Linked DNA regions of Mus musculus: all the other regions are linked to region 2. A link is a contact called in public HiChIP or PLAC-seq and promoter capture Hi-C data. All regions are on one chromosome and are shown on one strand. Each heading gives the region's core, a stretch centred on a gene start, on an enhancer-like site or on the middle of the called end of the contact. The rest is flanking DNA. Distances are from core to core; before and after follow the strand shown.

What was found. HiChIP or PLAC-seq counts read pairs in DNA pulled down with a chosen protein or histone mark. Capture Hi-C pulls out chosen DNA fragments and counts their contacts.
Region 1: an H3K4me3 HiChIP or PLAC-seq map of the SCID.adh cell line shows a contact between it and region 2, with 13 read pairs. The contact joins the enhancer-like site here to the promoter of Tcf7 in region 2. A contact is called at or near these places in 4 of 39 promoter capture datasets (the C10 cell line, erythroid cells, hippocampal neurons and 1 more), 2 of 15 datasets of contacts at CTCF or cohesin (the NIH/3T3 cell line and large pre-B cells), 1 of 484 Hi-C or Micro-C datasets (liver), 1 of 115 datasets of contacts at active chromatin or transcription factors (the SCID.adh cell line) and 3 of 9 other capture datasets (adipose tissue, liver and pancreatic islet).
Region 3: a contact with region 2 is called in a promoter capture Hi-C map of adipose tissue. The contact joins the promoter of Ppp2ca here to the promoter of Tcf7 in region 2. A contact is called at or near these places in 3 of 484 Hi-C or Micro-C datasets (the N1E-115 cell line, embryonic stem cells and muscle stem cells), 2 of 115 datasets of contacts at active chromatin or transcription factors (the SCID.adh cell line and trophoblast stem cells) and 3 of 9 other capture datasets (adipose tissue, liver and pancreatic islet).

Annotation. Positions count from the first base shown.
Region 1 is chr11:52,045,222-52,047,921 of GRCm38.p6, reverse strand. All of the region lies in intron 13 of Cdkl3 (cyclin-dependent kinase-like 3), which reads right to left. Among named protein-coding and RNA genes, the nearest start is that of Cdkl3, 42 kb to the right of the region's middle. Within about 2 kb of position 1,296, at least 126 of the 459 cell types and tissues checked have an H3K27ac peak or open chromatin away from gene starts, as enhancers often do. A contact at or near this core is called in the NIH/3T3 cell line, the SCID.adh cell line and adipose tissue, where this site is marked.
Region 2 is chr11:52,281,668-52,284,406 of GRCm38.p6, reverse strand. It overlaps Tcf7 (transcription factor 7, T cell specific), which reads left to right and starts at 1,393. Exons shown (of 11, transcript NM_001313981.1): 1 at 1,393-1,479; 2 at 1,629-1,695; 3 at 2,161-2,285. The coding sequence starts at 2,190.
Region 3 is chr11:52,097,405-52,100,104 of GRCm38.p6, reverse strand. It overlaps Ppp2ca (protein phosphatase 2 (formerly 2A), catalytic subunit, alpha isoform), which reads right to left and starts at 1,281. Exons shown (of 7, transcript NM_019411.4): 1 at 955-1,281. The coding sequence starts at 1,056.

The DNA of each region.
Region 1 (2,700 bases), core at 47-2,546, 240 kb after region 2:
ATCCTATCATCCTATTTGTTCTGCTTATCTGCGGACCTCTGACTAATACAATAACTGATCATGATCATGTAGATGGTTATCTCACATAAACAACATTTAACAGAAGGCAATTCAAGGCTGGTTTGGTTGAGAACAAACATAAATTAAGAGGTATCTTGTGTCACAAAACAGGATGTGAAACAGTTAAAAACATTAAAAATGAGATCTGGAAGGGAAAAAGAAGACTAGGAGGGCTATACATTCTTAAATGTGAAAAGCTTAGTATCATTTTCAAGAACCAGAATGTTATAGCAAGAATAAATTAAGTAGGCCTGCTTTTTAAACGGTTATCAGACACAATACTCGGAGACTGAAAAGTATCAACTCCATGCCAAGTTTCCAGCTGGGAGAACCATGGGACTGAGATGAGAGGTGTCTTCAAAGGCGGGGCCACTGTGGACCCTGAGCTAGTCAAGCAGTTTGGAGACAACCTGATCACCTCTCACAGCCAGTCCCCTGACTGGACAAGCAGCAAATGATCACCTCTCTGTCTGACCAGAGGGAACACGCACAGGGGGAGAGGGAGCACGCACAGCGGGTATAGACTTCTCACAGGTACACCCATGATACAAATGACCAGGCAAAAACAGTCTCAAGAAAGATTCCCTAAGTCTTCACCCAGGTCCTGCCACACTACCTGCCCACAGCAGCGATCCTCCTTGGGCTGCTCCCCACCCATTCCCAGGAGTCAGTCTCGTTTTCCTTAATAATTCTATGTTCACTCTGTTCATTCTTGTTTGCTTTCCTTATTATTCTTGGGTACAACACAAAACACCCAGAAGACAGAAATGGGGGCCTCTTTGGTGACCAGTGCTTGCCCAGCATCCAAGCTCCGGGGTTAAGCTGACTAAACTGAGACAGGCCCTTTATTACACACAAGGGATCCACATCAGTTTCACTTTTAAAAACAGGAAGAGCTGGAGGGAAACCATGGTTAGGATAAAGCCGTCCTGTTTAGACCTGTATGTCTGCTCTCAGGAGGTCATCTGGGATGTGGGGACCATGCTAAGCTGCTTGCATGGGAACAGGAAGAACAAAGAACTGAAACCCTGTGCTCCAGGATGCGGACAGGGAAGCAGGTGGGAAGGTGATTTAGCAGAGGAGCAGAGGGGCACTTGGAGGTGAGAAAAGAAAGAAGACATGTGACAAAAAAAAAGATGAGAGTGGTTCCAGAAAGGGACGGTGATTCACAGTGTCAAACCTTACACAAAGGTCACAAAGGGAGGGGGGGAGACTGAAGAAAGCCACAGAGCTGACTGATTTAGGAGATGGGTGGAGCCCAGCCAGAGCAGGCTTTCAGGACTGCTGAATCAGGAGCCAGGCCTAGTTAGTTAACAGGCCAAATTTCACTTTACTAATTAATGCAGTAGGGCATGCCTTCTCCTCTCTACCACATCCTCTGTCTCCTTTTGAAAGGAAGTGGGTCCCACAGTTATACTCGTGCGCTACCAATTATCACCTTTTCTGTTTGTGACAACTGAGGGCAAAGGACTGTAGCCAGGACTTCTGCCTCATCCTATGAATATCTACAAGGCAGATTTCAAAACCCAGACCCCGATTACTGATTCATCTGCAGTGCACAGCATGCTTGAAGGAAAGAGATGGTGGCCAGACTCAGTGGCAGCAATCCGGTTAGCAGAGGCTGCCTGCTGAGAAGTTATGTGACCCATCCCTGGCTCATACTTCTTCCAAGGCCACAGTGGCAGCCTAGTGATCTTGCATTTGAAAGTCTCCTCAAAAAAAGAACTCTCATTTTAAAAGTGACAACCACTGAAAAGTCTGGAGATGCCCAAAGTAAGAGGTATGCTTTTAGATCACCTTAAGGACTCAATGAGCAGGGTGGTGGTGCACACCTTTAGTCCCAGTACTCTGGAGGCACAGGCAGGTGGACTCTGTGAGTTCTCGTGCATCTCAGTCTACAGAGTGAGGTTCAGGCCAGCTAGGGGAGACTCTGTAAAACAAGCAAAGAAACAAGAAAATAACAAGAACTCCATGAATGTGCAAAAATTCTGAAGAAAAGACCCAAAACATTGTAAACTCGGGGAAAAAAAGAAGGAAAAGAAAACCAAACCTCTGGCCTATGGTCTTAATGGATGACTGCAGCAGTAATACGGCTCTGTGAGAGGGGGAGCACTAGAGGGCCACTGTGTCTCTACACCGACTTTCTTCCCAAGAGCAGCAGCAGACACACATGTTTATCTTTAGGGTTATTTTATTTCTTATGAATATGTGTGTTTTACCTCTGTACCATGCCTATGCCTGGTGCTGGCAAAGAACAGGAGAGAGTGTTGGATCCCCTGAAACTGGAGTTACAGATGGTTGTGAGACACCGTGTCGGTTCTGGGAATCAAACACAGATCTTCTGAAAGAACAGTCAGTGCTCTTAATCTCCAAAATATCTCTCCAACCATGTCTTTTTTACATTCTAAATTCATACACTCATGGTAGCTCAGACCTTCCGGTGAGGTAGGGGGATAATGAGTTAGAGGCCAGCCTGGGCTACACAACAAGATTGAAGTCAGCCTGGGTTACATTACACAAGACTCTGAAAACAAAATTAACCAACGAAACAAACACACAAAGACCCTCTGAATACAAAGTCTCTTCTCATTTCTAGTAAAACATCTTGTGCACACAGAGCAGACACTGGGTTGTTATCAC
Region 2 (2,739 bases), core at 144-2,643:
CGGCCGGCTTTGCGCCGCTGCCAGGGGTCCTGTGGGGCCGGGAGTCGGAGAGGCGGCCAGTGTCCTCCTTCACAAATTACCCACTGTTGTTTCAACTGCTTTCCCAAGAGGTGGAAGAGGTCTACATTGACTCCAACACCGAAACGTTCTTGAGGCGGAGGTGTGCGACCTTCAGTTTACTGCATGGCTATCCAAAGGGCCTAGTGTCTTACAGAAACAGTGATCGGTCGTGGTGAATTCGATGCTGGGTGCCAAGGAGATGCCACTGAAGACGCGGCCTTAACTAGCGTCTGAGTCAATGGGCTCCGGATGCAACTTCCCAGACTGAGCAGCTGCCTAAAGACCCCAAGAGAGAATTTCGTGACCCATGTGGCCGCCGGAAGTCTCAGTTCCTGGACAGCAGGTTCTAAGCGTCGAACTTAGTTGAAAAAGTCATAGCGGGCTGGAGAAACCACGTGAGTGGCCACGATCCTTCCTCGCCTCGAGCCACCACATGTCATATATTTATAGTGTTTGATTTGCACATGCAACAACAGGCAGGAGCTCAATAAATGTGTGAGGCGCTAATGCTTGTGTCTATGTAAGCAGGCTGTCTGGAATAAGGTCCCTAATCGGCACAGGGATGATCAAAAGGGCAGGTGTTTGTGTGTGTGTGTGTGTGTGTGTGTGTGTGTGTGTGTGTGTCAGGGTCCATCTAGTATCCCGGGGACGTAAGAAGCCTCCAGATTGAGCAAAGGACGCTGTTCACACCAAGGTTCCAAGTCATCCACAGGTTCCACCGGTCTAAGGAACCACCTTCTCCGCAACTTGGACGCAAGTTGTGGCTGTATGATAGTTAAGGAAATGGAGTTCCAGAGTTTAGTAATGGATTTCAGGTTAGAGAATAGCTGGAGAGCGAGCCCTTTAAGATTATTCCCAGTGGGCCTGTCCCGGTCTCTCCAGGGAGGGGAGGGCGGGGCCTGGGACGTTAGCCCCTCCCACCGCGGCCCCGCCCCGGCGCCCGCCCCGCCCCCGGCTCGCTGCCCGCGGTGCCTTTGATGTTCCGACCCGCCGGCTCCCAAAGCTGCTGTGCCCCGCGCCCTCGCCCCGCGCCCACTGGCCGCTCAGGCGGAGTCAGCGTGCGCTCCGCCCGCCGCGCTCCGGGCTCGGAGCCCCGCACCCTGGGCTCGCCGCCTTCCCGGCCGGCTCCGCGCCCCGCACCCGGCGCCCCGGCGGGCGCAGCGCACCATGCCGCAGCTGGACTCGGGCGGGGGCGGCGCGGGCGCAGGCGACGACCTCGGCGCGCCCGACGAGCTGCTGGCCTTCCAAGACGAAGGCGAGGAACAGGACGATAAGAATCGCGACAGCGCTGTGGGCCCGGAGCGGGACCTGGCAGAGCTCAAGTCCTCACTGGTGAATGAGTCCGAAGGCGCGGCCGCAGGCGCCGGGGTCCCGGGTCCCGGCGTCCGAGTACATGGAGAAGCCGAGGGAGCGCCCGAGGTGAGCCCGGCCCGCTCCTCCCCGGAGGACCTCGTCCCGAGTTGGTAGCGTGCGGACCCGCCCCCCCGCGCCACGGTCCTCGTGGGTCCCATCTCTGGAGCCCCTCCTGTTCCCTCCGCTCCTCATGGCCCCTCTGCTTCGCTCTGCAGGCCCTGGGACGGGAGCACACTTCGCAGAGACTTTTCCCGGACAAACTTCCAGAGTCCCTAGAGGACGGTGAGTTTTTGCGCGGCTGGGGAAGAAGGCGCTAGAACCGGGGGTGGGGGTGTGGGGGGCGGGTTTCCCGGGCGCCGCTGAGCTGGAGTCACTTCCGGTGCCCTGACCTTTATAGGAGTAAACAGACCCCCGCCATCTCCGCCTCCCCTCCAGCCCAGGTGACTGACTAATCCTTTGCCTTGAGGAGCAAGCCTTGGCTAAGGTTCCCAAGCAGGAGGGTGGGGTAGGGAGTCAAGTCCCGGTCGCGAAGTGGAGGTCTGGACTCGGGGGTCTTTCCTCAAAAACTTGCCTTTGCGGATATTTCCACCCGTTCGGAGGTCGCTGTTCCCTGTCAAGTCACGAACTTGAAGGGGACCCCTTGGCAGGGTTTTTTTTTTTTTTTTAACCCCCCTCCGGAGCAGACAGCCTTCAGTCCTTAGGAGCAGCTGGCTGGGCTGGTGTCTGACCCAGCTGTGGTTTTTCCAGGCCTGAAGGCCCCGGAGTGTGCCAGTGGCATGTACAAAGAGACTGTCTACTCTGCCTTCAATCTGCTCATGCCCTACCCACCGGCCTCCGGAGCAGGGCAGCATCCGCAGCCTCAACCCCCGCTGGTAAGTGACCGAAGCAGTCAGGCCCTGTAATGGGGCTGGCTACCTACTTGACCACACAGGTGATGCTTGGACAAAAAAGGACTTCTCTGCCCAATTCCTAGATGCTCTTGCCCAGTTAACATCCAGAGGAGTCTGACCCAAAAGGAGATCTCTGAAGGAGCGCCCCGGCTCCAGTCTTTCTCACTTGCTTTTGACCTTTGTCTTCCCAACTTGCTCAAGCAGGTGCCTGTGTTGGCCCACGGTGGGGTTGAAAACGTTTTTGAGCTGAGCCCATGCCATTCCCTAGCGTGATGTGCATGCTCTGAGCTAGAGCTCTGTGGTTAGCTTTTTTTTTTTTCCTTCAGAGAAGCGAGGGAACTCGGGTGTGAGAAGACTGGGTAAGAGACCTAATCTTTTCCGTTGCCCAGTTCCACTGTGTCCTGACTGCCGTGTATAAGTCCTTGCCGAGGACCCA
Region 3 (2,700 bases), core at 32-2,531, 180 kb after region 2:
CAATGGAATGAGATAACCTGAGATACCGAGTTATCACTTCAAGGAGTGGACTCAGTTCCATGTCTGAAATAGAGAAATCGGTCAACACGGGGATTTCTACTGCTGATTGTAGCCACAAAAATACAATCCAAGAAACTTTTGCAACCAGAGAGGATAAAAAATTTGACTCTCTTCCCGTTTATGTTGCTCATTCAAAAATAAATGGCTCCACGCCAAGTACGTTACACACAGAAGGGTTTCACACTACCCAATTTGAGTCAGCATATACATCATAAATTAATGTGACACTGTATTTCCAATCCCAAAGCTCTTCGTTGTAGTATGACTCACCAAATCCTCCATTTGTCCAACTAAGAAAACTTTATATTCCTCCCTTCAAACTACCACTATGACCTTCGTAGGAACTGGGTTAGCGACTCCCTTCATAATCGTTAAACACACACTTTAAACAGGGCTCCGGGGAAGCCGAGGCGTGGAGACCGACAGGAAAGCGAGGTGACCTTTCCATAGGCGCTGGGGTCTGGCCTACAAGCCCTGCTGTGGGGGACCCTGTGGGCAGCGCCCGCTCCACGAAGCAAGCCCGAGTGCAAGCGCAATGCTTTGACTCCATGAGTCCGGAACCCGTTCCCGGGCGCAAAGCCCAGCCAGTCCCTCGCCGGGCCACCGAGGGTCCCGGCCGCCCCACTTCCCAGGGTCGGGCCGGGTTCGGCCCGGAGGCTCCGAAGCCCGGAGTCCGGCGCGCGGCGCCATTTTAGGCCGCGGTGGCGGCGCCATCCAATCAGCGCGCGGGAGGCGGGGGGCGCCGGGTCCCTCGCGAGTCGCCGCAGGCAGCGCCGGGCGCCGGGCTGCTAGGTTCGGGGGTCTGGCCTCCGTGCCGCCATGTTGCACCGTCCCCGCGGCCTCCTGATAGGCGGGCCCGGGCAGAGGCCGCACCCGCGGCCGAGAGCAGCTCACCTTCTCGCAGAGGCTCTTGACCTGGGACTCGGAGAGCTGCTTGCACTCGTTCAGCTGCTCGATCCACTGGTCCAGCTCCTTGGTGAACAACTTCTCGTCCATGATGCCGCCCGCCCGAACCGGCTGCCGCTCCGCGCTGCTCCCGCGCCGCCGCCCGCACCCGGGCCACACGCACACGCCGCCGCCGCTCTCCCGGGGTGCTTTCTGCGGCCCCAGGCGGCTGCTGGGCGCTGGCGCCGGCCCGCTGGCTCGCTCCGCAGTGCTCGGCCGCCGGCCGCTGTGCCTCCTCCTCCGCTCGCCCTAGCTCGGGACTCGGCTTTCTGTAATGGCGGCCGCCCGGCGTGGTGACGTCACGCCAGCGTCAGGGAGCCGCGGGGAGGGCGACGGAGTGGGGCCGGGACCCAGAGCTGCGCACCGTGGAGCCGGGGCGCAAGCGCAGCGGAGTTGGCTGCCGAAGGAAGTGGCTTCGCTCTTGGGGCGTGGTCCTCCCGCTGGGAGGGCGGCGGGGGAAGGGAAGAAGCGAGTCCGAGCAAGCGCAGTGCTGGTTAATCCTGGCGTCCCAGGCTCCGCAGGGCGCCTGCGCGGTCTCGGCGCATGAGCAGTCCGTGTAGGCGAGGTTTTTATTCCTTGTGACCTGGTGTTTCTGGAAGGCCTCTGGGTGATACCTCTCAGATGTGGTCTGGGCTCTGCCAGCCTGATGACTAAAGGCAACCCTAAGGCGCTTAGTCCAGCAGCCCTGGGAACCACAAGGGAGTCACACACCTTTGGGGACAAGCCTAGTGGCAGGTTGCCTGGAGTGACCTTCCCCACCTCTGGCCGTTGCAGGCTCCTATAATTAGGTCATTCGTGGGCGAAGGAAGGTGTACCTGCTGGGATGTGTCGCCCGCGCACCTTACACCCCCAGCACACACCTGTCCCTGCACGAAGGCGGGGCCGAAGTGGGCCTTCGATCCTGGCCTCTTCCTAAGCCTTGCTTCCTCTCCTGTGGCCTTCAACACCTCTGGTGTGCACTTTTCTCCGAGACCTGTGCCCACTGGAAATAATCTTGTCCTACATTCTAGAGGAACAAGCCAGGGCTGTGTTCTGGTACTGGTAGAAGCAGCTACCGTGTGTTCTGTAAAGGAAGCTGATATTCTTAAGGATCAGCCTTCGACCTGGTTATAAATCTCTTCTGAGGCTTGTGAAACGTGTTCACATTGCACTGTCTGCATTCACAGAGATACTTGGCTCTACAGAGCATCAACTGTTGACCAGATCCCATGCTTAGGGGACAAAGGGGTCATGCAGACAGAAAGGGGCTACTGCCCTGGTGGAGCTTGAATGTTCCTGGCTGGAAATGAATGGAATGGATGGAAGTCATACACTGCTCCCCTCCAGAGTCTGGGAGAGAAGCCAAAGGATGGTTATCCATGAAGGTCAAGGCAAGAGCTGACCTAGCTATACTGTGGGGAACAGTCAAGCCTGTCACACACCGGAGAAGACACAGCTCAGAGCATCAGAAGACACCCTGACCCACAAGCTACAAGAGGACCTCAGTGGCCCCATCCACAAATGGCAGGGATGAAAATCCTCCTTTATCAAGGACAACCTGCTTGGCCAGGGGAACTGGCTTGACCAATTCTGCTTTCTCTAGTGGGTACCTCCCACTAGAGTTCCCGAAGAAAGTACCTGAGATCTACTCTTCTAGACGCCTCCATACATACTTGTTCTGCCAGTCCTTTCAGCTCAAATTCTGACTCTGGTTTG